3 separate regions of the Triticum aestivum genome follow, and regions 1 and 3 are each linked to region 2. Evidence: chromatin contacts called from public Hi-C and HiCAR-type data. All regions are on one chromosome and are shown on one strand. Each heading gives the region's core, a stretch centred on a gene start, on an enhancer-like site or on the middle of the called end of the contact. The rest is flanking DNA. Distances are from core to core; before and after follow the strand shown. Region 1 holds the start of LOC123143156 (F-box/kelch-repeat protein SKIP4). Region 2 holds the start of LOC123143151 (putative receptor-like protein kinase At3g47110). Region 3 holds the start of LOC123143153 (glycerol-3-phosphate 2-O-acyltransferase 6).

Region 1 (3,781 bases), core at 1,051-3,550, 510 kb before region 2:
ACAGATAAGAGTGAGCAAGCTTCTATAAATAAGGTACAAATTTAAATGGATGCAGAGAAGTAAAAGTGGTCCGAAAATGTCAAATTCACATACCTATGCAACTGACGTATTTGCATGCCACCTGGTGCCAAGAGACGGAGACCAATCTGGAGGATAACGTTTTGCATGGCATAGTCACTAGTAACACACGCTACAGTAGATTCAGATAAGGACCTCAGGGCCCAACTCTGCTCACTGCTCTCATCATCTACAAAAGATGCACTGACACCTTCCTCGGTCTCGCTTTTTATATCTAAATTATCCAACTGTTCAGTGCATGAATCAGTATCAATTATGCCCTCAACAGTATCAGCATCGCCTACCCCATTCTCCCCATTAGATAGTTGATCTCCAGCAATTTTTGGTTCATTCCCTTCCAGAGATTCCAAGTTGTCAGTATTTGACCTTGTTTTCTCTGGAACAGCAGAAGGGCCATCCACTGAATCCAATCCATTTTCAGACAAGTCATTATCTTCATCGACTGATGGAGCAACAGAACTTGTATCAAAACTTTCTCCAGATGCCTTGAGGGCATCTCGCCTCGCTTTCCTCCGCAAATATTTTCTGTGCGTGGTGCGGCCAACAGCAGGCAACCAACCTTCATTGTTCTCATCATCTTCCCAAGGAATACATGCATCTTTCTTTGAAGGCTGAAACTCTTCACCCCCTTGTGTCTCAGAAATACTGTTGGTATCACTTGTAGGGATTTCTTGGTTCTCAAGGTCCTTCAGTGGGAGTATCCGAGAATTAAGATTCCCGCCTGCCTCGGACATCTTATCCAATGCTTCCCACTCTTCTAGGTTGGGCACATTAGAACCCCAGCCTGGCAGCGGAGCCTCTTGCAATGTCCTGACACTGACCACATGCAATGGAGGTGGGTGCTCCCGCAGATGGCTGGTACCGTGGACCTCAGCCTCCAACATGTAAGCTAGAGCGATAATCTTCATATCAACATCTGAGAGTGTCTGGAGATCTCCTGTTTCCCTGGCAAACTTGACAACTGCAAGCAATGATGATATAAAAGTTAGTCTCGCCTATAAGTATGTCATTCTTAGATCAGAGTAAATTGACAGAGAAATTCTAATTCTATTCTGCTGAAGTAACTTGTAGGATATGAGACCACCAAATGTCAACATGTTGCAGTATAGGAAAAACAAACAATAATAACTGCTTCTAATCAAGCAGGCAGTAATGCCAACTTTTTGCCCAAAAGATCCACAGATAGCTTGACACCCAGCACCCTGTTCCATACGCATGCCCAATCCCAAATAATAGCAAACTGAATGAATACTACTCCAGGTCTAATTTCTGCTCTGAATGACACGTTCAATGATCACGAAAACAAATAAAAACTAAGCCACTTATGCAAATCATCATCCCGTGCCTATAACAAGCTAAACAAATCGATGAGCAAATTAACGTTAGTTCACGTACTGCAGAGTTTCAGCTCTATTCTAGCAACAACAGAAAAATGGTTGCAGTGGCTGGCTAAGCATTCGACCTCGCTTGACGAACTCGGGCGCGGGCTCGACGGTCTCGACGGGGGTGGGCAGGAGCGCGAGCCTGCGGCGCGCGGCGGCGTCGCGCACCTCCTCGAGCACCTCGGGCACGGTGACCAGCCGCCCCGCGGTGGAGGCCAGCGCGGCGCCGCCCGAGATGACGGCGTTGGCGTCGACGACGGCCACGGCCAGGCCGCTCGAGTTGGCGCAGCTGGACACGATCCGGCTCACCGCCTGCGCGGGCGACTCCTTGGCCACCGCCTCCCGCCTCGCCGTCGCGGCCGCGCCCCACGCCACGGGGGCCCCGCCGCCGGCAGGAGCGCCGGGAGGTGGCGGGGGCGGGAAGGCCGCGTCGCCGGCCGCCGGGCCGAGGGCCGGCCACGCTTCTTCCATCGCCGAGGAGGGAGGGGAGGGGGTTGCTCTGCTGCTGCTGCTCTGGCGGCGGGGGTGGCGGCGCGCTAGGGTTTTGGGCTCCGATTTTCTCTTTGCCCCCTTCTATTTTGTCGCTAAATTAAGAGCTGGCCAAACAGGCCGGGTTGGCACGGCCCATCATTTGCCTGGCAAGGCCCGGCCTGCCATGGCACGATTATGCTGCCAGTTTTATGCTCAAGCCCCCACAAGAACATTTAATCCAACTTTCAGCCCTGAGTGGCGCAGATCAGCTGAGAGTGTGCGAATAGTTGGAAAATGAGGGGCCTGTACGGATAATATCCATCTCCGCCACGATATAACGGCGGGTAGACGCAGCCATTCCCCCCCTCTCCGCATCCATGGCCGCCACCAAACCCTAGCCCAGCCCGCCCGCCCGCCACCCCCCACTCCGCCCCCCGGGCGGATCCCCGCCCGGCCAGATCTAGGTGCTCCCTGCCTCCCCGCACCTCTCGCCGCCGGTAGTGCCCCCGACCCCTCCCTCTCCTCGCTCCCCCACCCCGAGTCCCCTCAGATCCGATGGGCACGCACCTTCACAAGGTGCGATTGGTCCCCCCCCTCCGACGCTAGTCCAGTCTTTGTCCGCCTACCAGTGTGCTTTGCTTAGGGTTCGTCCGTGGATTGGATTAGATCGCGCGGTACTGTGCATCGCTCACAGGGTTTGTTCGTTCGTGCGTCAGACGCCGTTCGCCCGATCTGGGCGTGGCTGATGTGAAGTAGTACTACTTAGCAGTGATCGCTATGCATTACTGGGTTGGACCTAGTTCATCTGCCCGTCGATTGTTTTGCCTGCCGTGATGACTCCCTAGGACGGTATATGAGCGACGGGCCTGCCCGCCGCGTGATTATACCCAATCTGAGACTAATATCTGAGCAAGCGCACGCTTCACTGTTTCTTTGTTCGCATGCATTGAAATGTGTAGCATACACTCCGCTTGTATCATCTTGTGTTGGCTTGATTTGTTTGCTGTGATGAATCAAAAGGACGGTATCTGAGCAAGGTGGCTCTTGAAAAAGGGCCACCTTCCTTGATTACACACCCTAAACTGATCATAAATTCTGAGCAAACGCACTCCCATGGTTCCCATCACTGCGTTTTGTTTCTCTTCTTTTGCATTGAAATGTTAAACATATGCTTAGATGACATCTTGTGTCAACTTAATTGTTTGCTGTGAAGAATAACAAGGACGGTATCTGAGTAAGCTGGCTCTTGAAAAAGGCCTCCTTCCTTGATATTCACCCTAAACTGATCATATAATCTGAGCAAACATATTCAAATCTGAATTCAACATTGGATTCAGTGGGTTGCTTTACAACGTCTTTTGTTTCTTTTGTCGTGCTACCTTTCTTGTTTGAAATGTAAACCATCTAGTTCCCTGGGTTCATGGGGGGTTGCATAAGTGTGACTAGCTTTTTTTTTTTTTTTGCTGTGATGAACCACAAGGACGGTATCTGAGTAAGGTGGCTGTTGAAAAGGCTCTCCTTCCTTGATTATACATCCTAAACTGATCTAAATTTCTGAGCAAACAACCTTCCATGTTTCTTTTTTGTTTTCTTGCATTGTAATGTAAACCATGTACTTTGCTGGGTTCACTGGTAGCATGAGTATGACTAGTTTTCATAGCTATTGTGTGCTCCTTGCATGTTTGCTGTGATGAATCACAAGGACGGTATCTGAGTAAGGTGGCTCTTGAAAAAGGCCCTCCTTCCTTGATTATACACCCTAAACTGATCTTAATTTCTGAGCAAACACACTTCCATGATACCTTTTTGTTCTCTTGCATTTGAAATGTAAACCATGTGCTTTGCCGGGT
Region 2 (3,770 bases), core at 13-2,512:
TTCTTCATGTCCGGGTTTATATCACTATCAAGTGAATTGCTGGAAAAGTTAAGATGTTGTAGCCGAAATAAACAGCCAACTGATGAAGGTATTCCTCCATGAAAATTGTTTTGGCTGAGGTCTAGTATTTTCAGAAACGTGAGGTTTCCAATTGATGGTGTTATTGTTCCGGCAAGGCCCTCCGAAGCGAGGTTCAGCACGGTAACCCTGTGCTTATGCTTGAGGCTGCAACTGACACCTGGCCATGAACAGAAATCAGTAGTTGTGTTCCATGCAGCTAGGGCACCTGGCTGGATGCTTAGACTTGCCTTGAATGCCAGCAAGGTATCCATGTCAGTCATGTTACTGAATGTTCTCGCCCATGCCGACTGGAGTACATGCAGCAACAAAAGCAGCAGAAGAACAGGGAACATCGATGACACTGGAAATCATGGAAGAAATTTCAGCTTTAATTAACTCCCACATGCTACACTCAATACCAGTGAACTGGTTAATGTAAGACTACTAATCTTATTGCCAAAGCTTCACTAATTTCATTGTTGGGACTTACTGAGTTTTTTTGTTACGAAAAAGTCTATTTTTGTCCATGTGAAGCCACATCCAGTATGTTAAACAATCTCATCCCAGAACATCCGGAAACTAAGATATCTTGCTACCCTCGTGCTTAAACATTCATTTGCTAATAAAGTCAGACCTTGTGCTTCTATGTGATCTTTTTCTTTTAAATAATACTTCCTCCGACCGGAATTAGTTGACGCTCAAACGGATGTATCCATTTGAGCGTCAGCTAATTCCTGACGGAGCGAGTACTTCATGTGTTCCAACTTTCCTTTGTTCCTGTTATAACTATGTATTGAACATGTGTGTCCTTGATAAATTCTTTTCATGTTTCACAGGATCTGCTTGCGCCCGTATCGAGCGATGGCCGATGGCAGTGATTATGCGGATTGCAGAACATGTGTTTTCCTTAACTGTGCACACGCTATGATATTTTCAAAGTATTGCTGTGCACAAATACAAAAGAGCAACTCTACGAGGCTTGGATCACATACCTTGTGTTGTATCCTGCTGCTGGTTTCTGAAGAGAGGACGGCGCCCTTTCCTTGCGGTTGCACACTGCGCCAGCAATCGGTATGTGTGAGCTACAGAGGAGGCATTGCGTTCATATGCTCCATGTAATTGCAATGCATGGGATCAGCTGGTAGGTCTTTGTGGCCACAATTTGGCCACTTGCGAGGGGACTTATTACAACTTTGGGGCTGTCGGTGTCGCTGCAGGAGACGGAAACGTGCACGGCAACGGCAAGGGTAGGAGTGTGTGGGCGTGGGGGCATGCGGGAAAAGATGATGTGAGGAAGACAGCATCATGGCGGATCACTTGCACCAATATAAAGATACATGTCGGTTTAGTGTCTTTTGACTTTGTGGAGAATTTTTGTTTTAGCAGCTGATCATGTCATAGCGCACCGCGTAACAAAATACTTTGAATACTGATACAAAGGAGTTGCTATCCTATATTTATTTATAATTTCTATAGTTGCAGCAATTTTTTAGCAAATTCTACATGGTAGGATTTCCGTATGAAATTTTCCTTTAGAGCCATTTAGTTTACAGGAATATATCATATTCCTGTACATGATTGACTCTCATCCTTTATATTTTGAAAGAGAAAGAAACATGAGCTTAGACTTAATGGACAAAAATCCTATTTTGTGAGCCAAATGACATTTATCCTGTGAACCAAAAAAAAAAAAGGAAATCCTATCATGTGAACCAAACATTAGGATTTGAGATACGTTTCATCACACTTTATATAGTTCTCCTATTCCAATCCTTCCAATCCTAGAACCAAAGAGGGCCTAATTTTGGTGCAAAACAAACATGAGATCCTATCTTATATGTTCTTCTCTTTGTATAAGTCTTGTGTTATTCATGTGTGACGTTCAAACGCTAGTTTTGGTGTTTTATGTGTGTTTTAGCTCATGTAACATGGGCGCATCTAGTGTGGTCTCACAAAGAATTTGCAGAAAGGAATTTTAGCAGTGCATATCAGAAAGTCGCTTTGGCTATCCTAAAAAAACCCGCTTTGGCTCCAAGGAGAGCTGTAACGAAATTTCAAAAATATTAACTTATATTGCTTGAAAATTTCCAAAAGCGATTGTAAGTGTTTATATATTTTTTGCATGGTATTGTAAGTGTTTATATAGATGTTTACTATATCTATATGAGGTTTCATGACTATATGTATTTTTATGGGGTGTATACAAAAAAGACAAATACATGAACAAAAATGGCTGTGTATTTTGTTGTTTTGGGACCGATTGTTGTCTTTTTCGCAGCACATAATATATTATATTATCTATTGAAATTTTACGGGTACGAAGATAACGTCCATGTGTACTCATAGAAATGATTTCAAAAAAAATTCAAAGTTTGAAATACCATTTTAATTTTTTTTAAATTACAGGCTCCATAGAACCTGGGAGCCAAAAAAGGGTATTCTTACGTATTTTCATTATACTCATTTTGGTGCAGCCCAATGCTCGAAAATGGACACCCGCAGAATTAGGATTCAGCCTAACATGCCTACCCTAAAGCCTATTCCATGCACATAACCCCATGTCAACTCCCCATGACTGCTCCAACCCAGGTGTGTATTTACCGCGCAGGTCGACGGAGGGAGCTCCTGTATGATGCCTATAGGCGTCAAACAAGGGAGCTTTCGCTAAAGGGCAGCGAAAATGGGCTGGCCCACTTTACCCATAACCGATTTTCACCCAAAAAGCAAGTTGAAGAACCTACATATAGTAAAAGCCTATTAAAAATAGAAATTTATTTTGTGGAAAGTTGTGATTTTTTTGAATTCTGAACGGGTTTTTAAAATGTGATTTTTTTAAAAGTGAACAAACTTTAAAAAACGTGCAGAATTTTACAATACATGGACAACAGTTTTCAAGAAATGTCAGCATATATGAAATTATGAACCAATTTGAACTCCGAAATGGTTTATTGATTTTCGAAAAAAAAAACTAAATTTTTTAAAAACTTGAGCAACTTTTTAAAACGTGACCAATTTTTTTCACAAATGTGATTTTCGTTTGTAATTTCAAAGAACCTCTAATGAAGAATATGATTTTTAAATTTTGAACTTTTTGTAAAAAAAACTGAACAAGTTTTGGAAACTTTGAACAATTTATTTCAAAATGTGAAAATATTCTAAAAATTTCGAATCCCGCACAAGTTATTAGAATTGTGAAAAAAATTAGATGACTGAACAAAATTTGAAAAATGTTAGCAAGTTCTTAAAATATGAATACAAAATTTAAATATCGTAACAGATTTTGGAAATTACAAACAAATTTGAAAACCATGAACAATTTTGAAAATTTGAATAATATTTAGAATTGAGATGATTTTTTGGAAAAGATGAAATTAATAAAATAAAAAATAAATAGATGAAAGAAAAGAAATAGAAACAAAAAAAACAGAAAAAGGGAAAACTAATCTTTTTTTTGCATGGTAATACGTGTCTCATTTATATAAAATAAAGATCAAGTTACAAGGCACGTAAGCACCGACCATACAAGACTGAAAAGATAGGAAAATCCTATGCAAAATACCAACGTCTGTCCCTCTCCTACGACACCACGGAAGCAGCCACCAATGGGTAAAAAGACAGATCACCTCTCGACCCAAGCTCAACGCGGCTCCATCGCTGATCAGCAGCTTTGCGGACCTCCAAAGTAGTTTGCCAGAAGCAAAACCATAGCC
Region 3 (3,978 bases), core at 343-2,842, 330 kb before region 2:
CAACAGTAATCTGTCCCTGTCCAAAGCGACAGGTAATAGGACTGAGACAGATGTCATTTGGTTGGCACCAAGTAGCTTCATAATGTACCCAGTGAAGACTCAGGTCAGCAAAATTCTTAGCCAAAAAAAAAGTAACCAAAAGTACAGAAATGAAAGTAAATTATGACTACTCAGCATTTTGCAGATTTAAGTAGTAATTAATATGGACAACTTTGAAGGCTAAACATGTGAAAACTAGAAGGGACTTTCTTCTTCTTTCCTAGGTAATAAAGGGACAGAATTGTCTCAAAAGAAAAAAACTAAGGGACATCAAAGGTGCTCTGAGAAGGCAAAGCTAGGAACCACACAATTTCTTGCAACTCCAACTACCACAAGAAAAAGCTACTGTAGATGAGATTGATGCCTTGAGCACACAAAAGAGCAATTCATTTACTTGAAAATATACGTGTGGTCTGACCTCTGGCCACTCAAATACTATCAATTAGAGAAATTCTATTGAAGAAAGATTGTGTCGAATCCAAGAAACTTTCACAAAATCTAATTTAGTACCTTGCAGATGGCCATGAAGTCGTGGTCGCTCTCGCGGTCGCCGAGCCCGACGTCCGGCATGTCCCCGCCGGCAAACAGCCGCTCCACGACCTCCCTCTTCCTCCCGGCGACGAGCACCCCTCCGCTGATGAGCCCCGTGAAGCGCCCGCAGCAGGCCCCGAGCTCCGTCCCGGCCACCTCGGCCCCCAGGAACTCGCGGACGAACGGGCTCACCATGACAGCCGGCGACGCGGTGACCACGACCCGCCTGCCCGCGCCGCACCCGCGGAACACCTCCCACGAGTCGGCGCGCACCCCTGCGGCGTAGTGCCGGGGGAGCACGCCCCTCGCCACTGCCTCCACGTCGCGCACCCGGAGCCCCGCGAACGTTGCGAAGACGAGCAGCCCGATGGCGGCCGGCTCGGAGACGGCGGTGTAGAGGAGCAGGATGAACGGGGCCAGGAGGAGCAGCGCGAGGGCCCGGAGGTAGCCCCCGGCCTCGAGCGCCACGAGGAAGTAGTAGGGGAACGCGGAGGAGGAGGCCAGCAGGGTGCCGTCCAGGTCCGACGCCGCCGTGCGCCGCTCGCGCGCCGACGCGTCGTAGGACGACAACGGCGGGAACCTGCTCATCGCCGCCGTTCCACGCGGCGCCATGGACGCGCTCACGGAGATTGATCGATCGACGAGACGATTATGCCGGGCCGCCGGGGCGAGTGGTATGCGTGTAGGATTTGTACGCCGGGTTGCTGGGGTTGGCTGAGCGGCCCAGCGGCGCCGCGGCGGGCGTGGGCGCGGGTGATGGCGACGGGGGCCGAAGGAGACTCGTGTTTTTGGCGAGCAGAGGTGGAAAGCAGAGCGCCAACCCCACCTCCTCTGTTTATACGCGCCAACCACATCCCACCACAGTCGGAGTCGGACGACGGCTACGACTCGTTCACCACCGGCCGGCCGATTAATGCCGGTCGGGTGCGAGCTGGATTCGATCTGGGATTGGCCCTGCCTCCGATTCCGAGCAGGAGAAATATCCTACCGATTGGCATGCATGCACGCGCAAAGTGCCGTCCAAGAACAACGGACGCGTGATGAAGGGGAACCATGCATACATGCATGCGTTGCCGGTCGACAACCAGAAAATAGCTTTGGGCAAGAATCATGTCAAGCCACTACCAAAGTCCTCTGCTGCTCGTGAGCACATATACACCTGTCATGAACAGTAAATTAAAAAAAAAGGAGTTTTCTTAATATTTTGGTGCCGCAAACACCGTTGAATGTTTTAAGTGTTTGCAAAGTTTCATCATTGATATGACAGCGCTCATTATTTTGCCTCAATTTTCATGACATTGATTTTTTTTTTGCCACAACTATCATGAATTTTATTCTATCCGAAACTTTGGAAGCACTTGGAAATGCCAGAGGGAACCCACTATGTAAACACCCCTGTAAGATTTGGCAAAATTGGCGACTCACATGTGGTGAGATTTTTGCAAAATCGAGGTTCGACCGGAGTTGTAGTGGTGATGATGGTTGTGGCGGCCGCGGTGGTGATGCTGATCATGGGAGTGCTTGATTTGGTATAGTATATGAACTTGATAAGGGTTGTTGGTCCACGACGTACGACACGATGTGTGGTGCATTTTTGGAGAAACTTGATCGATTTGGTGGCCTTTGGATGAAATGTATGCATGTGTTTAATATGAATTATTGATTTGATTAACTATATTTATGCTTGTTGCTGAATTGGTGCATGTGATGCATTTAAATCATTGAAATTGTTGATGAAATATTGTGCAATTTTTGAAATGTATGTGACAACGGATGAAAGAATTAGCCTAATTTTTTAGGGAGTTAAATATGGGGGTTCGGTTAGCTCCATCACATCACGTCTTTCTTTCCCCTCCACAAGACGACCACCGAAGAGCCTTCCTCCCCTCGATCTTCCCAGGCGAGCTCATGGATTTGCCTCCCCTCCATTGGCCATTCCGGCGACCGCTGAAGGGAAGGGGAATACTGCCGCCTCAACTCCGGCTAGTAGATATGTTAAAGAGTTTTTTAGTCCTTGCAGGGACGGTGCTTTTTCTTTGATTCAGTCTTTTGAGCTCCGATCCTCCTCAAGTTTGTCAGTCGGGACGGATTAAACGGAGCTTCAGCGTAGATTCCTAACACCTCCTTGGGGCGTCGAGGTTAGGATTTCTCGTGGTGCGCACGTGCCGGCGAGATTTGGTGTCAGGTTCTTCGGATCGGCTTTATGGTTTTAATGGCGATGACTGCGGGTCCAAGGCGTTAGTCATGAGGGGCATGTGCACGAAGACGTCCTGACTGTCATCGACAAGGTAGCAGTGAGTCGATGGCTCCTTCTGACGGTGGCAGAGGTTATTTAGTGGGCATGTGTAGGAAGATGTGCCGACTGTCATTGACAAGGTAGTGGTGCGTTAACAGCGTGTTCTGATGGTGGCAGTGGTCGTTCAGTGATCCAGAGATCTTGTTGTTTCTCGTTTTCTTTTATTGTTTCGGGTGTTTTGTACTTTTGCTAAACCTTTATAATATAACCGGACGTTTTAATTTCTTAAGTAGTTAAGATTTGAGGGAGTGGTTAGAGAGGTATAAATAGGGATTTGGTTAGTGTGCCATAAGATCGATGATTACGGTCAGCAAAACATTTAGTTGCTGGAAGCCACTAGAGCGTGCTTTCATAATACCGACAAGCATTAAAACCCTTGTTTTAACCTCTCCTGATCTAATGAGACCAGGCAAAACCTTCGTCTCCGTTTCATCAGGAAGGAAACACACAAAGGTTTCGACTGGACGGTCCGTCAAATCAGTGGACGGCACCAAAAACCTCTCCATTGATGGGTTCGTCGGTTCGGGAAAGACAGGCGGGCCGTGATCGCGATTGGTGGCTCTCGGTGAGCCACTAGTTCAATATGATCAGTCCCGAAGAGAGGACTACAGCGTAGTAGATCGTACGTACTATTCGTAGGCGATGCGCATGTGCAACCACATTGGTACATTACCGGTTTCAACATCACTTCCGTGCGAACACAGAGGAGACCTCCCATCGCTATCATCCATCGTTATTGGTTAGCTCAACTTGTTGGCCTACTCACCGCACCAGCCAATGAGCCAACCACAAATCACTGTCGAAACAGTTTGCTCAGGCCCCATAACCCACAGGTCTTAAGATCAAAACCTGGAAGCGGTGATGCTTGGGATAGGTATGGGGGCAAGTCATGAATACGTTCAACTGGGACTGCTGTACGTCAACAACATGAAAAATTAATGAACTGATTTTGCCTCAATGCTTTCCAACATACGGGGATACGGCTTTCGAAGCGGAGATGAAAAGCTAATGCCCAACTGCCTCTGCCATGCCTCAAGCTTTCTTCGTGTGCAGAAGACGACACTGTTCCATTTTCCAGTGACAAACTGACAATGCTAATTAACCTGTCCGAC

Evidence for each region. Hi-C and Micro-C count contacts between places; a contact is called where the count stands out from the background. HiCAR-type assays count read pairs that join an accessible place to other places.
Region 1: a contact with region 2 is called in a Hi-C map of leaf, with 5 times the contacts expected there. The contact joins the promoter of LOC123143156 here to the promoter of LOC123143151 in region 2. A contact is called at or near these places in 4 of 5 Hi-C or Micro-C datasets (leaf and an unstated tissue).
Region 3: a contact with region 2 is called in a HiCAR-type map of leaf, with 7 times the contacts expected there. The contact joins the promoter of LOC123143153 here to the promoter of LOC123143151 in region 2. A contact is called at or near these places in 1 of 5 Hi-C or Micro-C datasets (leaf) and 1 of 1 datasets of contacts at active chromatin or transcription factors (leaf).

Annotation. Positions count from the first base shown.
Region 1 is chr6D:19,108,821-19,112,601 of IWGSC CS RefSeq v2.1, reverse strand. It overlaps LOC123143156 (F-box/kelch-repeat protein SKIP4), which reads left to right and starts at 2,300. Exons shown (of 3, transcript XM_044562002.1): 1 at 2,300-2,428. It overlaps LOC123143155 (RNA-binding NOB1-like protein), which reads right to left and starts at 2,001. Exons shown (of 5, transcript XM_044561998.1): 1 at 1,541-2,001; 2 at 94-1,039. The coding sequence starts at 1,931. LOC123146537 (small nucleolar RNA Z118/Z121/Z120) reads left to right here and starts at 3,389; the gene lies at 3,389-3,496. LOC123146539 (small nucleolar RNA Z118/Z121/Z120) reads left to right here and starts at 3,131; the gene lies at 3,131-3,237. It also overlaps LOC123146535, LOC123146536 and the pseudogene LOC123146544.
Region 2 is chr6D:18,596,268-18,600,037 of IWGSC CS RefSeq v2.1, reverse strand. LOC123143151 (putative receptor-like protein kinase At3g47110) reads right to left here and starts at 1,262. Exons shown (of 3, transcript XM_044561995.1): 1 at 1,053-1,262; 2 at 1-421. The coding sequence starts at 413. LOC123143152 (a long non-coding RNA gene) reads left to right here. Exons shown (of 6, transcript XR_006470690.1): 5 at 897-1,131; 6 at 1,278-1,551.
Region 3 is chr6D:18,923,341-18,927,318 of IWGSC CS RefSeq v2.1, reverse strand. It overlaps LOC123143153 (glycerol-3-phosphate 2-O-acyltransferase 6), which reads right to left and starts at 1,592. Exons shown (of 2, transcript XM_044561997.1): 1 at 550-1,592. The coding sequence starts at 1,182.